Regions from separate parts of the Sus scrofa genome. Here region 2 is linked to region 1. A link is a contact called in public targeted proximity ligation data. All regions are on one chromosome and are shown on one strand. The core of a region is the stretch at or near the end of the contact, and the rest is flanking DNA. Distances in the headings are between cores, read along the strand shown.

Evidence for each region.
Region 2: a contact with region 1 is called in a targeted proximity ligation map of skeletal muscle. A contact is called at or near these places in 1 of 5 promoter capture datasets (fetal skeletal muscle), 2 of 47 Hi-C or Micro-C datasets (embryonic fibroblasts and epiblast stem cells) and 1 of 2 datasets of targeted methods (skeletal muscle).

The regions. Positions count from the first base shown.
Region 1 is chr5:7,954,822-7,957,590 of Sscrofa11.1, reverse strand. It overlaps MKL1 (MKL/myocardin-like protein 1), which reads right to left. Exons shown (of 16, transcript XM_021092835.1): 6 at 50-105. Among named protein-coding and RNA genes, the nearest start is that of SGSM3, 62 kb to the left of the region's middle.
Region 2 is chr5:7,840,467-7,843,383 of Sscrofa11.1, reverse strand. The region is part of intron 3 of MKL1 (MKL/myocardin-like protein 1); the gene reads right to left. Among named protein-coding and RNA genes, the nearest start is that of MKL1, 91 kb to the right of the region's middle.

The sequences.
Region 1 (2,769 bases), core at 36-2,535:
AGGCTCTGAAAATGCTCCTGGGAATCCTTGGGGAGGGAAGGTGCCTTACCCTGGCCCGCTCCAAGCTCCTTCTCTGCTCATGAAATGCAGCTGGACTTTTCAAAGCTGTTGGGAAAAGAATCATAAAAGATTACTTTATAGTGAAGCATGATGTCTACTTCCAATTTACAGTGGAGAAGGCGTCTTAAATTCAAGTTGATTTTAGCAGGACTCAGCACCAGCTGAAGTGAGGAAGAAAACGGCACCTGAGCAAGCACACAGCTCGGTGCTTCAGCTCCCCCTCGAAACAGTTCGGTTACTTTGTTCCCAGTGGAGAGTCCCTGCCTAAGCCTGGGCTCCAGAAAGAGCACCCATGGAATAGAACTGTAACAGAATCCTCCATGAGCAGGCAACCCTCCAAGAAGGCCTGCCGGGCCTCCCTTTACTCTCAGGAAGATGGGGACACGGAGCAGGGCTGCAAGCGGCGTCCACCTGCTCTCCCTCTTCAATCTCATCAGGAATCGCAAAGCAACCAAACGGTCTGAATGGGGCAATTAAACCAAAAAGACACACGTCTGCTTGGGTGCCATTTCCTTCTTCAGCTCAGCTGATATTAATAGTGCTGCTAAAATTAACCTGAATTTCACCTTGAAGGACTAAAAGAACTTCACAGGGACTCTATGGTTAACCCTGGTGCACACACCCAGTGCTGACCAGAAGGGCTCCCTGCAGCCCCCGCCCAAGACTCAGCTCTGTTCTGGGGCCGCAGTTCTCGACTCAGTAAACAGCACCGAGGTGGAGAGATCAAAGCAGAACCCTCTAAGGATGCAGCATCACGAAGAGAGCTTGTGTTAAAACTCAGCAGGACACCCTGAGGATGAGAGGGTAAGGGCCTGATTCACTTCAAGCAGGGAACAGCAGTAAGGAGGAATTTATAAGATCATGGTCAGTTTCACTTCTGCTGCTTGAGAATTTCAGAGCAGCTGTGAAACTGTGGGGAGATAATTTTGCGGGGCTGCCGGCTGTGGTAGGAGTGCAGGGTAAGGAGACGCTATAAGTAGCATTGAGCACAGATAGGGCCCTATCCTGCCGGGGCCTCTGTGCTTCCTCCCCCAGCCCGCCCCGAGGGCTGGGCCTTACCAGGAGCAGTCTCACAAGAAAGCTCCAAATGTCCTGCAGTACTTTTTTTTTTAAACGTTTCGGGGTTTTTAGAACTTAGGGTAAAAAAACAATCATTTTAAAAGATCAGTTGAGAGCACCCCACCTTCTAACAGCAGGGGGAGCTCTAGATCTAAGAAATAATCTAAGGAAAACCAGCACCAGCTCCCTCCCCAGCCTACCAGAGCATTCCAAAGCACTACCCAGGCCAACCCAGCTCTAATCTGAAGGTCCTGGCCTCTCAGTGGGTAAGCAGACAGCCCCTGCACCTGCTTCTACTGAGTAGAGCTGGTTCAACTCCAAAATCGGTCTCCAAAAGCCCTGATATGCAGGGTGTGATGAACCAGCAGGGAATGAACAGGCAGCTTTGCTCTCAGAGAGTGGGAATGAGACTAAGAATCAGAGCCAACTCAGTGTCTGCCCCACCCCCACCCCCAGCCGCCCTTCTGCCTTATTTTTCTGCATAGCTCATACCATCTCACACTCTCTACGGTCATACTACAGATCTTTCTTATTTGGTTACATCTGAATAAGCTTGCTCCATCAGGGCACGGCCGGGTTTTGTCTACTTCTTTCCTTTCTGACAGACCCCCAAAGCCGAAAGTACCCAGCACGTAATTCATTCAATGAATTAATGAATATTCTATAAGGGACACAAAATGTACACTACTGACAGGAAAACTAGAGGATTCTGTGAGCTCTAAACGTCCATTTGAACTGCCAGAATTAGGCTCTCATCTGGGTCCAAAACGTCACAGAGGTCCCAGAGGGAGCATCAAGACCCCTGGGTTCTCGTCCTGGGCTCTGCCAGTCACCGCTGGCGTGACTCAGGGTAGGACCACTTTCTGGGTCTCATGTTCTTCTTCTGCAGAGTGAGCATTTGCTCCCTCCTGGGACTCTTCTGAGAATGAAAGCGCTCTGAAGCCGGCGGTGCTCACCAATGCATTTACTGCTGCTGTCATCAGACGCGGCAACGCGGTTGGGCCCTGGGCTAGATTCCCACACAGGCCGGCTGGTTTAGGCACCACAGCCACAGATTAGCTGACTAAAACACCAGCCAGCTTGCGGCCTCAACAACCTGCACTGGCTGTCCCAAGGAGGAAGGCACAGACCCAGTGTCTAGAAAAACAACTCCCGAAGCACAGAATTTCCTGATGGAAGGGGAGTGCATCATCCTCCTGTACGACAGGGGTGCCGCACCACGAATGGGACAAGTGACAGGTGGACTAGCTGTCGAGGATGTGACTTCCTCCTTGGCTGCACCGAGTTAAGGAACTTTTCATGTAATAGCGAGGAAGTCTGCTTCTATGGACGACACCATTCTTGATACTTTAAACGTGCTGTCTACTTGAATATTCCTAGTGATGCTGTGTGGCGGGTTATACCCCACTTTACAGATGGGGACAGGTTCAGAAAGGGTAGGAAAGGCAGCAAGTGGCAGAGTTAGGATCACAACCTAATTCCCTCTCATGCCCAAGTCGGAGTTTTTTCCTTCCTCTTGGTCGGTTTCTTCACCTCTTCAAAAAGTGGATAAGAATGACCTTATGGGGAGACAAGAAGGCTTCAAGTACACACACTGCTGAGACGCAGGGCTGAGGGCAGGCGCTGTGGGAAGGCCAGCTCGACCACAGC
Region 2 (2,917 bases), core at 209-2,708, 110 kb after region 1:
AAATATCTCTGCTTTCACGGAGCTTACATTATAGTGGAAGAGACATAAAAATAAAAGTAAATAAATATACAATAAAATAATTTCAGATAACTATAAGTATTTGGGGGGTACAGGATGGCTAATGAAATGCCTCTCATGGAGTTCCCGTCGTGGCTCAGTGGTTAATGAATGCAACTAGGAACCATGACGTTGTGGTTCGATCACTGGCCTCAGTGGGTTAACGATCCGGCGTTGCCATGAGCTGTGGTGTAGGTTGCAGACGTGGCTCGGACCCCGTGTTGCTGTGGCTCTGGCGTACGCTGGCAGCAACAGCTCAGATCAGAGCCCTAGCCTGGGAACCTCCATATGCCATGGGTGCAGCCCTAGAAAGGACCCAAAAAAAAAAAAGGCCTCTCATTGAGGAGGCAATATCTGAGCTTAGACTTGAATAAGAGCCAACACTTAATAAGCATTTACTATATGTGAGGCACTTACTGTGTATTCAACCTTAACAACACCAAGAGACATTTACTTATATCATCCTTTATTTTACAGCTGAGGAAACGAAGGTACGGAGAGGTTAAAATAACTTTAACGCAGGCAGTCAGGTTTCAGAACCCTGCCTCTAACCACTACACCATCTGACGCTACCTGAATTTGACAAGAAGCAGCCAGCCATGCAGAGGAAACAGCATGTACAAGTTCAAAGGTGGGAATGAGCTTGGCATCCTCACAGAACTCAAAGACCGGCCTGGGCAGAGAGCAGAGCAGGAGGGGAGAAGTATGTTCTATAAAAAACTGGATGCCACTGGGAGGTGGGCAACGGAGTGACATGATCTGATCTGTGTTTCTGAAAGATGGTTTTGCAGCTGTGTAGTAGTAGATCCTAGGCAGAAACTGTTCACCTTAGCCTGCTGACTTCTGAGTTTGATACAACGTACCATTCTCCTTGGCCCCCTAGTAACAACTGCAGTTATCTTGTGTTTTGAGGAAAACTTATGATATGTGACCTATAGTCACTCTGAATAAAAACTGCTAGTCTATAGAGTTCCTATCGTGGCTCAGCGGTTAACAAACCCGACTAGTATCCATGAGGATGCAGGTTCCATCCCTGGCCTCTGTCAGTGGGTTAAGGATCTGGTGTTGCCATGAGCTGTGGTACAGGGGGGTGGCTACAGCTCTGATGCGACCCCTGGCCTGGGAACCTCCATATGCTGCGGGTGCCACCCTTAAAAAAAAAAAAAAAATTGCTAGTTTTTGTGCTATTTTCTTAAAGGGTCTTATGAAAATTTATTCTGAAAAGCACAGAGAGTTTAACTATAAGGCAGTATTTTCTCGCAAACATTTACGAGAAATTTGACAATTTGCCTTTTAATTCCTACCTCCAATTCCCCCCTCCCCAAGGAAAGGCTGCTTAAGATCTAAAGCACTATTTTGGCAAGATGACTTCACTACATTCCTTGAACTACACTCATGCCCACAAACACTACAGATATGCTTTCCTTATGATTCCTAATCCCTCTTCTACAGTGTCCAAATGCCTTCCAGTTTTAAATGCAGACTTCTACTTGTCTTTTAGACATTTCTTCTCTAGGAGAAAGAATGATGGATGTTTAGAAGTCCACATGCTGTAATAAAGCCCTGAACAAATTTTAATGTGATCTGAACATATTTTGTGTATTCACCTACAAAATTATATAACCTATCATGAGACAGTTTTCAAGTTAGGAGTTCTTCTGTCACTTCCACCCTGACACCCAAACCTTACACTCCAATAAGCCAGGACAACTTGAAATGATGTCAGGCCACAGTATAGAAAATCCACCCTAGCAATTCTGTTCCGGTATGAATAATATGAAACAGGTGAGTTATTTTTGAACATACTAACTCTGGAATGAAAAACTTGTTGAGACAAACCTCACCTAGGATGAAGACAAGCAGCAGTTGGGGGAAAGGGAAGACGTTGACAGTACTGTGCTTTGTTTCCACACTACAATGGAGTGTTTGAAGAGAAGCTCCATTCATTCTCCAGTGCCTGAGCCTCTCATATCCTTAGTTTTCTCAATAAGCTCTCTCTTCCATATCTTAAGAATATGATCCCTCTTTATCAAAGGAGTCATGAAGATTTTCCTAAATTCTTGATCAAAAATTTCAAAACACTGGGAATGAAATATCTTGCCATAAAAAGAAGAAAAAAAAAATCCAGAAACTGTCACAATTTTGTAGGAATACAACAAACTCAAATACAAATCCAAGTACAGCAACCCACACTCAGAGATAAAGCATATTGAAGACTAGAGTGTCTCTGGGTAAAGCAGAAGAGGCCAGGCTACAGCTCCTAGGCACTTACTGGTGCGAGGATAAGGGACCCTCAGAACAATGTACAATCTATGACTACAATGCACTGCAGCATTAGAGCTGAAATATCAAAGTACATCACCAGCATACTCATCAATTACTCTCTTTATTACACTTTAATTATAAGAGCTAACATTAATTAAACGAATCTATTCTGGAAAGATCAGTTACCATACAAAAGCACAAGCTCTTCACATTACTTTCACAATATACAATGCACAGTTAGTGTTTAAAATGCATTTTCAGTTTCTCATGGTCAGTAAAAAGGCTTCAATCAAAGCAGAACCTCTGGAAACATAATAAACCTCAACAACTTAAATAAAAACAGCTTCTAAGTCATGGTCCATTATTATTCTCTTCTGACAGCCTCTTGCTTCAAATAGTATTATCATTCCCAGCCAAATGATATTTCTAAAAAGGTGCTGAGAAGTTCTGATGGAATAAAATGTAACAGACATCAGTATATACGATTTTAATGTCAGTGTGATTATATTCGAAGCTTTGAAATAAAGAGGCGAGAGAGAGTACAGAAAAAGGAATCCATTTCCCAAACAAACAAATAATACAACAAAAGTATTCT